Regions from separate parts of the Mus musculus genome. Here region 1 is linked to region 2. The links are chromatin contacts, called in public Hi-C maps. All regions are on one chromosome and are shown on one strand. The core of a region is the stretch at or near the end of the contact, and the rest is flanking DNA. Distances in the headings are between cores, read along the strand shown. Region 1 overlaps Asap1 (ArfGAP with SH3 domain, ankyrin repeat and PH domain1). Region 2 overlaps Cyrib (CYFIP related Rac1 interactor B).

Evidence for each region. Hi-C and Micro-C count contacts between places; a contact is called where the count stands out from the background.
Region 1: a Hi-C map of bone marrow-derived macrophages shows a contact between it and region 2, with 46 read pairs. A contact is called at or near these places in 9 of 484 Hi-C or Micro-C datasets (B cells, the HL-1 cell line, Sertoli cells and 6 more), 7 of 130 datasets of targeted methods (CD8 T cells, the HPC-7 cell line, the NIH/3T3 cell line and 4 more) and 3 of 9 other capture datasets (adipose tissue, bone marrow-derived macrophages and liver).

Annotation. Positions count from the first base shown.
Region 1 is chr15:64,084,588-64,090,119 of GRCm38.p6, forward strand. It overlaps Asap1 (ArfGAP with SH3 domain, ankyrin repeat and PH domain1), which reads right to left. Exons shown (of 31, transcript NM_010026.3): 31 at 2,253-4,934. The coding sequence ends at 4,860. Among named protein-coding and RNA genes, the nearest start is that of Gm20717, 11 kb to the right of the region's middle.
Region 2 is chr15:64,000,018-64,005,730 of GRCm38.p6, forward strand. All of the region lies in intron 2 of Cyrib (CYFIP related Rac1 interactor B), which reads right to left. Among named protein-coding and RNA genes, the nearest start is that of Gm25628, 23 kb to the right of the region's middle.

The sequences.
Region 1 (5,532 bases), core at 159-2,658, 84 kb after region 2:
AACAAAGGCATCTCCCCTAGTAGAAGCAAAAAGCCTTCATAGTACTTGGCTTGGGTTTGCTGGGTGCTAAGACTTGTGCAAACAGCTGTGTTTATCTGAGCTTTAACTCCTGTTTTCAGAAGCTTACACTAGGAGGCTAGGTTCAAATCTAGCCTCCAACACCAGGAACAGCTTGACTCTTACTAAAGTTGCTCCTTAACCTGTGAACCAGCATCCTATGTAAATACACAGAGAACTCAGCCTTAGCACCGTTATCCTGTAAGGGGAGGCAGGGCTGGGAGCAGTGTAGCAAAGATGATTCTGGAGTCATCCTTCTGTTTCTGGCCTAGTTGCTTACTGCTGCCTGCCCTGGCTGCTTTGGGGTGCCACCCTCTATCTAGCCCTGAAGACTGCAAGTTGAATCTTTAACAGTCACCTCCCTGTTGCCAGTCCCCTTGTAGCTGAGCCCACATTTGTAAGATTCATATATTTTATTCATTTATCTGAACTCTTCCTGCTCTGTGAGTGTTGCAGGGAGAACATAGAGCTTTCTGCACCCATAGGTCTGGTATCCTCTGGCCACACGGGAAATGTCTAAATCAGCTTAGTAGGCTCATGTTAGTATTCAGTTGACTTCATCCTCACAGGGGCGACTGGCCACTGAAGCCAGGCTGAGTGTATCAGCCTGGCACCCGTAGATGGTGACACACAGTGAACAGGATACTCACGACAGAAGTGAGCCCATTCAATAGCCCCACGACGCAAAACTGACATGAGAACCCATCGAAGAGGGCAGAATAAAAGTTGAACATCATTCGTCTGTGTCACCACCCCACTGGCCCCTCTGGGAGTTAGGAAGACTTACAAATAGGGGTGATCAGGCACAGGCTTAGAGTAGAAGAAGACAAGGAGAAAAAGGGAGGGACAGTGACATTGAGGTCACAGGACTTGGGCTGGCAACTATTACCTGCCATTCTCTGTGGCCTGGAGGGGATCATCCAGCTATGCCTCATGAAGCTCACCTCCTAGAAGGCTGTACCGTCTGAAGGAATATGGGCTGTTTGTACTGAGCACTCAGAGAGCCAGGGGTGACCCCAGGGACCCTCCAGTTTCTAGACCATTCCTCTAGATATGGCTTCAGCTCTCTAGAGGTCAGCTGCTAAGTTGGTGTGTCATGGGATTGAAACCATAAGCAACCAATGGGAGACTGGCATTTTATCCCAAGATAAGCTGGCTCTCCTTGGATCCTGGACTGTACAGGTCACTGTCCCCCTCTTATGGAAAGATCCCAGTTAGAAATCACAGTCTTCCCCGTCAAAGCTGCTTTCCTTGGGTGGATGGTGTTTGTGTCGCTTTGTGAACAGACAGGAAGTGTACTAGCTCTCAAAAGAGGAAACGGCAACATCGTCCTGATGCAGCTTTCTTCTGCTCCCAGCTATCTCTGATTAGAACCGTGTCATGAAGCCTCTTGACTGTAGGGGTCTCGAGAATGGCCTCAGAGCGAGAACGCCTCATGTGGACTCCTGACTCAGGGTTTTTTCAGCCACGAACCTCCACCCTTGCATACTTTTCCCTGCACCTCATTTCCAGGACCCTCGGGCGCATAGAGGGGACAGTAGATACTGCAGAGTGCATTTGTTTCATCCACCCGACGTTGTGGCTGCATCAGGAGTGACAACCATGCAAGACAGTCGATGCAGCGCTCAGCACATTAACATATGATCCTTGCCACAGAAAAAGGCACAAAGTTAGAGTTATGCAAATAATCTCCTCTGTTGCCTTGAATGTTCAGTAGCCATGACTCCCTGCAAGGACGACCACCACCACGGGAGAGCCTTTACATTCATCCTGGAGGAGGGACTCAGGAGGTTCCTCCCTAGGGAGAAACAGGTAGTTAAGGTTTACAAGGCCTCCCCTCCCTGATACAAGGTGCTCAGAGTTCTTAGTGGTGTAGCTGCCTATAAGCTGCCCATGCCCCTATGAGTAACCTCTCATGGAAACTCCTCTAAGTAGCCCCAGTTAAAACACACGATTCACACTGTCTGGTCTGCCCTTAGTGCCATATCTGGGATGGACAGTTGTTTGTCGCCTCATGAAAACTTCACACACAGTGGGAGTGCGAGGGGACTAGGGTGAGCCTGCAAGGCTACACGCTGTTACGTCTCTAGAATGAGCTGTGACAAGAGTGACTTGTGCTTCCCATCTCTGCCCGAAATCCACACCATTTGTTTTTTTTTTCCCAGTCAGAAAGTAGTGGACAACTCACAAAATGGCCTGATGTCAGATGCTTGGGATCAACTGAGAATATGTTTATTTAAAAGCAATTTTAAATATTAAAAAAGTAGAAATTAACACATACAGTACTGAGAAACTGTCACATTAAATACATGTGAAATAAAAAGTGTACTGATGCTTCATGGTAACTCCCAGGTATGAACGTGGGATTTAACTAGTGGCAGGCATGACTGGGCTCCTAGATACCATGTCCAAGTAGTAGGCAATAAAAAAATAAATAACAATTGCTGTCCAACAGGAAAATAAGACACACTGTTTGCAGACATAATTTTTCCCTTCTTGGGGGGAAAAAAAGGAATGAATTTGATCTTTCTTTCTTAAGGTTGCATACGTTCAAAATAATTATGTCATGTACAAAACTGTAGATAGTGGCTTACCCCGTTCCAGAACAAGGTCAGATTTAAACTTAACAAGATTGCCAAAGGAATGTCTACCTAGTTTTCCTATGTCCCACAGTACGATGGAGTGAAGGAAACTCAAATTCCTGATGGGAAACAAACAAAAAACCAGAAAAGAAAGAGATGAACATACATTTGTGTGAGTCCCTGCAGGCAGCAGAAGAGAACAACGACTCCCTGTCATTTTAGAGATGGAACTTGCTTATCTAAAACAACAGCTTATGTTCAAATCAGCAGGGGACAGCCTAGACCTCCAAAATGCAACTTCGATGCATCTTAAGAACGTGTGAACAAAATGATCACTACCACATTCCAGAAGCCATTACGGCCTCTAAACCATGGCTGCCGGGTGCTGCCGGCCTTACACCAGCGTGCTGTCAGGCACCTTTGGCTCCTGGATTTGATGCCCGGGTACCCGGATGTCCAGACACTACGGAAGCAATTGCTCACGATCGGTTCCCAGTAGCAGCTGATGGAGCATTTTGCAGGTTTGTCCTGCAAGGTTATTTCTTGGGTGGCTATTCAGAGTTCTCACTGTCTCCGCTAGGCAGAACTGAGTGTTTACTGAGCACCGTGGCCCTTCCCACAAGCTTTGGGGGGAACTCTGCTTCTGTGAAATCAGTGCGTTTTTTATTCATTGCCAAGATTATCTGTTTAAGAGTATTTTCTTCTGTGCTGTGCTCAAAATGAACTTAACCAAATGTGACATGGCATGACAGCACACCTCAAATGTGACATGGCATGACAGCACACCTCAGAATCACAACAGTCCTGGACCCAGGAGTAAAACAGCTACTGCATCCTTTCCCCAAACTCACTCTGAAGCCAAAGGTGGAGATGCAATGTGCTGAATGGGCAGAGGGAAAAGAATCAAAACACAAGCAACAACAGAGACAGACAGACAGACAGAGATGGCTTGCAGAGAGCTTTATCACAGTGCAATTCATAGCAGCGTCCCACAGCTCGGTTATAAACTGACCTGAAGGGCACGTGTTTACTGGCTAAGTTGAGGGTATGAAATTACTCCAGCATTGGAGTTTAAGGAAGAGAAGAGGAGGGAGAAAAGCGTGAGATCAGCACCTGGTCTGCACGAGAAAACGGAAAGACCGACTTTACAAGTTTTCCAACTTGAATAGTCAAGGCTTAATCAAGAACAAAGTGAAGAAAATCATGTCGAACTGACCCCTTAGACGCTTTTCAACACCGCTGGGGGTGCTGCGTCCACACCATGTGCAAACACTGTGGAAAAGGCCAAATGAGTGACCAGAAACAAGCATTGTTGCAATCTTGTAACTTCTGCTTTAATGGCAATCAAGTTTAAAACTGTACAGTTCACTTCTTCATCCTGTTTGTTCCTTTATAAAAGGCAGAATTCGGGTAAGCGTCTAGATGCATGCATAACGTAGAGGCAGAGAGTTTCTGGCAGTCCTTGGTTCCTGAAAGTTGGACTTCATCAGACATGGTTTTAAGCTTTTGTCAAAATAGTCATGAAGGATATGTTACTTCTGCATAATGAGGTAATATCTCAGGGGTGGCCACTCGCCATAAGATGTACAAACCCACTCATCTAAACTTGCACAAGGCTGCATATGCTGGAAAATGCTGCAGAGGGTTTTGTGTCAGTGAGTATTTGCTGAAGGAATAACACGAGTAACTGAACACTTCTCTGTAATAAATACCAAAGTAGGTTTTTGTAGCTGTAAACTGTGTACACAGATAACTACAGGCTGGCTGGCCAGGGACTAACTTTACGTTCCACCGGGAGCGCAGAACCCACCTCTGCTCATGTCGCACGTTCAGTAACGCCATTGAGAATACTGCATTGTTAGGAGTCGGTACTGCACCCTTCGACGGCTGCTGGAGACTCCTCACCTGGAAAGCCAGCAGTTCCTATACTCCTGGTTTTTGTTTGCTCATAAAACAGCACAGAGAGATGTAAGTGCTAGATGCCAAGGATGGCTTTGGCAAACCGGTAAGGCGCACCAGGTCCCGAGGTTACCCTAATACTGGTGAAGGCAGAAGACCACAGGATATTTACAATACATACTATATTCCCCTCCTGAGTGGCCCTTCCATGAGTTCTTGGTCTGTAACAGCAGCTATATACATGTTGTACACAGGATTACATGGAGACAGCGGTCTGGCATGAAGGGTGTGGACGGACGGACAGAAGGTTCTGCTTTTTTGCTAGTCAGACAGGATGTGGACAAAGGACACTGGAAAGACACCCTTCCTTTCAGGCTGTCCTTCGATATGCCCGATCTGTAGGGAGAAAGGAGTAGTTAGACAGGAGACGGCAGGTAGCACCCAGTGATGGGTGTACTGGATGAGAGCCCACCCCACATCTGCCTGTAGGCCTGGGGTGGCGGCAAGCTCAACCGCCCTGCCCTGTGGTGAACTATACAGTGTTTGATAATAACAGGCAGTGTGGCAAAGCAACAGCACCAAGAGCAAGGCCTGGGCCTTTCGGAAGTGTGAGGGCATCCCTTGGGGCTGCGCAGACATGGAATTACTGAGGAAGGTTTCCACAGGAGTCAGGGGTCCACGCAGTCATCCCCTGGATAAGCCCAGACACACCTTCACAAACCTCTTGCTTATCAAACTTGGTTGGAAAAAAAAAAAGTACCTCTTCAGGCTTGCCTGATTAAGATGAAAAAGGACAACTGTGCACACAGCAGGCAGGGCCCTGTGCCTTCTGGCTACTGCACATGTGGTCAGTGGGCTGAGACTGAGTGGCCGATGGCAGTTTTACCATTTGCAGCATAACCTGCAAGCCACGGTTACTTGCAGAACTTCCCTAATTACCTCCACAAGATCAACGTTAACTGCACTGAAAGGCATCCTGTTGAAGGCTATCCAT
Region 2 (5,713 bases), core at 359-2,858:
TCAGAGACGCTGCAGTCAGGGCCACTACCTCAGATCTCTGGAATCCTCTCACTACTTACACGGTGCCAAGCATTGTACGCAGCCTTTGACTTGCATTTCCTCCTTTGCTTTTCATAGACACCCATCTGGTACTGTTTTCATGTCCGCTTTGTAAATGAGGAATGCGGGGTTCAGTATGTGACAGTTCCAGGATTCGAACGCAATCTGTCAGCTCCGAGATCTGTCTGATTCTCCACATATATATACTACACTCTGTCTACTTCTCAAATTTCAAAGCACGACGACGATGATGACAGAGCTAAAGGGACGCTCGGCAGTTAGGAACACTTAACTGTTCTTACAGAGGATGTGTGTGTGTGTGCATGCGTGTGTGAGTGTGCGTGTATGTCTGTGTGCATGTGTGTGTGTGTGTGTGCCTGTTTGTGTGTGTGCATGTGTGTGTGCACGTTTGTGTGCGTGCATGTGTTAATGTGTATGTGTGTGTGTGTGTGTGTGTGTGTGTGTGTGTGTGTGTGTGTGTGTTTGTGTATCAGGATCCATCACTCACATCAGGCCACTCACAACTGCCTTCCATTTTCCACTCCTAAGAAATCTGACACTCTCAGGCTTTTCACAGGCACCTGTATCCACATGCTTACACCTATGTGTATGTACACATACACACAAATGAAAATGAATAAATCTTTATAACATTAAGATAAACTGTTGGGTTCAATCAACGTTTTGTGCTATCCCTTCTACTATATCCCAGGATTCATGGGAAGGTCTGAGGTAGAGAACACATGGTCCCTCTTTGAGGTCTCTGGAGGTTTCTATAAAAGAGCAAGAGCTTGGAAATTGTAACAGAGAATGTTGTAATGTATGTTGTAAGAAGGAGCCATCTCTGCTTGGAACAGCTCTGAAGGTTTTGCCAAAGCTGGGGGACCTTTAGAGTTGGTCCTGAGGAACTGAGGCAAGAAAACGGGGCAGCAAGGGAGCAAGAGAAGTCTGTGAGACATCTGGGATAGGAGAGAAGGACAATAAAAAGCCAAAGCCACCGCAAATCTTAACACAGTGACAGGAAAAGATACTTGTAACGAAGGGAGAAACAGAATCTGATATATTTCCTATCAAGACCACTTGGTACAGGATGTCCAAATGGACCCACTGTGGGAGACAATAGAGGCCAGGAGGCCAGCAGAGAGGCTCTGGAGGGGTCCAAGTTGACAACAGTCTGGAGCTGGGGGGTGGCTTAGTTGTAGAACACTTGGCTGGCATGTTCAAGGTCCTGTAGATATCACTCCCGAGCCAAGCAAAGAATAAATGCTAAAATTAAGATATGTAGTCATGTATTTCCCTGGGTTTATAACTGATTGGAACTGGGGTCAAAGAAAACCAGAGTTGTAGGGACAGCAACCAAAGGGCTCTTAGCTGAGGACACTACATGGATGGCGTCTCCATCAGACCCCAGCTACCTTTACCAGGTGTCCATGCCTCTCCTCTAACCTTCACCCACGCAGGCCTTAACACACGGCCTTAACTGCTATCTCGAGATGAGCATTAACTATTTCCCAAGCCTTTCTCCTCTTTCCCCACAGATGCACTTAGCATTTAACAGCCTCAGAGTATTTCATCACACTGCAATAGCTCAGTTCCCTTCCACTGCTATGTGTCCATATCCAATATGCCAGCTGACCCTAGACCTGCTCACAATGGGGCTTTTTTTTTTCAAGGGCGGAGCGAAGCCAGGAGAAAGAGCCTTTAGGTAAAGGGTTTTGGAAAAGTGTGGCCTCAGGGCCAGCAGACTACAACACTCCCTAGTGAGAAGAGGTTTGTGCAACTGAATTATATGTAGACGCTGCACAACTCTAGGGGGGGGGGGGAACGGACCCCTTCCTGATGTCTAATTCCCTACAGAAGCTGCTGTCCATGTTCTCATCCCTTTGTCTTTCTTTCATTCATCCATTCGCCGCCCCACGTGCATTCTTGGGAGACACAGGGTAATAACAGAGCCAAAGCCACTTCAAAACTCTGGAGTGTACAGCCTGGTCAGGCTCAGAGCCCGCTCTCGGAATTACACTAATTCAACCTCTTGCAGTGTCAGTTTCTCCAACACTGTCTAACTGTCTCTCTTCCTTCCTGACAACTTCCTGATTCCTGCCTCTGCACCCTGCATTTCCAGGCAATGCCACAGGACAAGGAAGTACACACCAGAGTGCAGAGCCCAAGTGCACCATTCATTCACTCAGGATCTCCAACCTCCCATTTCCTACCTGGCCCCTGGGGATAAGAATCCACTGTCCAGCAAGGCACTTTCTGACCCCCAAAGAGTTGTCCTTATTAACTGTTGCTGCTGGGGCAGCCATCTAGGCTTTGGTTGTTCCACTATTTGAGGATGAGTGGTGACCACATAAATTCCCTGGATTATAATTGCTGGGTCCAAGAATCTAAACACGTTTATGGTTTCTAAGCTACATTACCCAGTTGCCTTACAACCCACCTGACGTGCACACTCAGGAGGAGAGCATCTTTCTCGCCTTCCCACCTCTCTGACAGTCAAGGACTGGGCTCGTTGTCCCACACGGTACTCTTGTATAGCACTGGCTAACAGCAGAGCCAAAGCCACCTCAAGATCTGGATGCAGCCAGGTCAGATTCAAAACCTGCTGGATAATTTCTCCCTTCTTCCTGGGATAAGCAAAACAGGGAATCTTCCAGACCAGAGGCTCCTCCCAACCATCTCCTCCATAGCCTGGGCTTCCAAGCAGACTCCACAGTCCCCCAGTGGACAAGGAGCCAATGAATATTTGATGAGAGCAGACAGTGAAGCCTGGGATAGGGCTGGAAGCTCATTTCACATTGGACAAAGACGTCAGAACTGCCATTTCAAAAGAACCAAAGATGAAGCCACCCTATCACACCCAAGACCTTCCTGCTATTTAACAAAACCTTAACCAGCCCTCTGAAGCCCCTGATGTCCTCGTGACCAAGATCCCCTTAAGTTAAAGGTCTGTATATGAGTCCCAGTCACATTTCCAAGTGGAACACATTTCTCACAGGAGGTGTTGAAGGCTCTTGTTCCAGCTCTCTTTGTGAACGACATCAAGGAAAAAGGACCCCACTGTCCTGCATCAGCTGTGACATCTCAGAACTGTACATCTGCTTTCTCTCCCCATGACTGTGTCTCAGCTCTCTGCCGCAAAAATTTCTCCCAGACTCCTTCCTAAAGGTGAAACCCTACTTACTTCCTTTCATTCACCTTCAGAGCACTTAACTTTCATAAACTGTCATTTTTAATGATTCTTAGCTTAAAAAGAAGAAGAGGAAGAAGAGGAGGAGAAGGAGGAGGAACAAGAAGAGGAAGAGGAAGTGGGCTCTGCCGCACTCCCTGCTACAATACCCAATTGCTAGAAGACTCCCCACACGTAAAAGGCTGGGCAGTAACTGAGATGCTGTGGACCTCCATACCATTTTTTTTTCCACTTTGTGAGTAATATGTTGACTGAAGCAAAAATTTGAAAATACATATGAGCAAAAAGAAAAATATATAAATACTCATGATCCAACCACCCACATCATATGGATACCCTTCCAAATGTTATTATGTATCTATATAAAGATAGAATATTTTTGTAAGAATGGCTCATATATGAATACTAATCTGCTATGTTCTACCGCACAGCATATCTTAGCTACCCCTGCTCAATGAACGTACATCACTGTTAGAGGCTATATAATAATAGTTCACCATATAGACACAGCATGAAATAAGTAACCAGTTGAGTCTGAGGTAAGATAACAGAGGGCTTTCTTCAACATCAAGGAAAGCAAAAGGCCTTATCAATGCACCAACCTCCTGACGGGCTCCCATTTTCTCCCCGTATTTGTATCTCTTCCGTGCTGTATTTCCACACAGCTGTACTCCCTACCACCCATTCACCACCTGGAGTTATTAGCAGCCCCACCACCCAAAGCAGCAAACTGTGTGTCACTGGGAAAGCTGAAATTGGAGGGGACGACGACGGCACAGTCTTCAGCACAGAGATCTGCGGCTGAGACTTGCAAGAGGAACGGCAAGCATGTTTTTTGTGCCAAGATTTGAAATGGAAAAAGAAGGAAAGCTCTTCTGTACACACTGTCCTTTCCCCCCTCTAAGCCAAGGCAAAGCTTTTCCCATGAGGGGTAGGCTGGCACAGAGCAGCTGATACGACACACAGTGTGAAGTTCAAAGCCCACTGCTCTGTCTGCAGACTTGGTGACTGCCGGAACATTCAAGAGGCATGCTCCCTCAGGATGCGCATCTTTCAACCGAGGGTGCAATCCCGCTGCGCAAAGAACCACTCACTGGGCCTTTTAGGCCCGATGATCACATGCCCTCCCTAAGCTAGGACACAGGTTGGGGTTCTGTCACCTTTAGGAAGGGACAAGATGACATGAGATCTCGGACAGCAGCAGAGCAATGGGAAAGGAAGGTGTCTGGATTGGCCATTCATTTCGGAGCCTCACTCCACTGTCACCACACCCCTAATCTTTGCTGTCCCTTCCACCCACCTCCACAGCACACCCTTGGCATCATGAGCTCTGTCTGGGCTGGTGAGATGACTTGGAGGGAAAGAATAACACGCTTGACCACCTGAGTTCAACTCCTGGGACTCACAAGGCAGAGAGGGAACCGACTTCTCGAAAGTTGTCTTCTGACCTCCACACATGCTATATTGTACATACGTTACACGCGCACACACAATGTAAAAAACAAAAATTAAAACACAGCTTTCCCTGTAAAACAAGAAAATCCTTGCTGTAGCCAAAGCCACCTATTTATCAATGACATTTTAAAACATTTTAAAATGCATTTTACAGAAATCTCATGCTTACACACACACACACACACACACACACACACACACACACAAAAGAAGAGTGACAGGCCCACTGCCTCCCAATCCTGCTGCTGTCCACAGAACGACTGCCGCCCATTTCATACTCGGCCTTCCAGCACCATCATGAGAGTTTTCTACTTCTGCTCGACTTTAGATGAAGAAAGTCAAGAACAAAGAGTTTGTCTATCTGCAGGAAGGCCCGCCTTCCTCACTTTCTCCTTTTCTTTTTTTTTTCTTTTTTTTTTTTTTTTTGAGACAGGGTTTCTCTGTGTATCTCTGGCTGTCCTGGAACTCACTTTGTAGACCAGGCTGGCCTCGAACTCAGAGATCTGCCTGCCTCTGCCTCCCAAGCGCTGGGATTAAAGGTGTGCGCCATCACCGCCCGGCACTTTCTCCTGTTCTTTCAGCCAGAATTAGCCAAATCCCTCACTGTCCAGGCTCCGTTTCTGACCTAACCTTCACCCTAATAATTGCTCTAGTGATGATTGGGCAAAATTACAGGAACAAATGGGAGTATCAATATTCAAACTGTCTTCGGCCTTTGCGAGAAGAAGAGCAGTTACATACAGTTAAAGCCCAACAGAGCTTGAATGTCTGCAACGGTGTTTCCTTCCTCAGAAGAGGAACGATCCACGCTGCAGGTGTGTGGTACTAGCTCATGGGCTGGGGTCTCATATTGAATAAAAAGGACACGCTACAAATTGAACAGCATCGTTCACCTCTGCTCCCTGACTGCAGATGTACTATGTGTAGCTATCTCAGGCTCCAGCTGCCATCAGATCCTCGCCACAATGGATTGTGACTTCAGCCTGTGATCCAGAACAAACCCTCCCTTCTCGGCCAGGTATTTTGTCA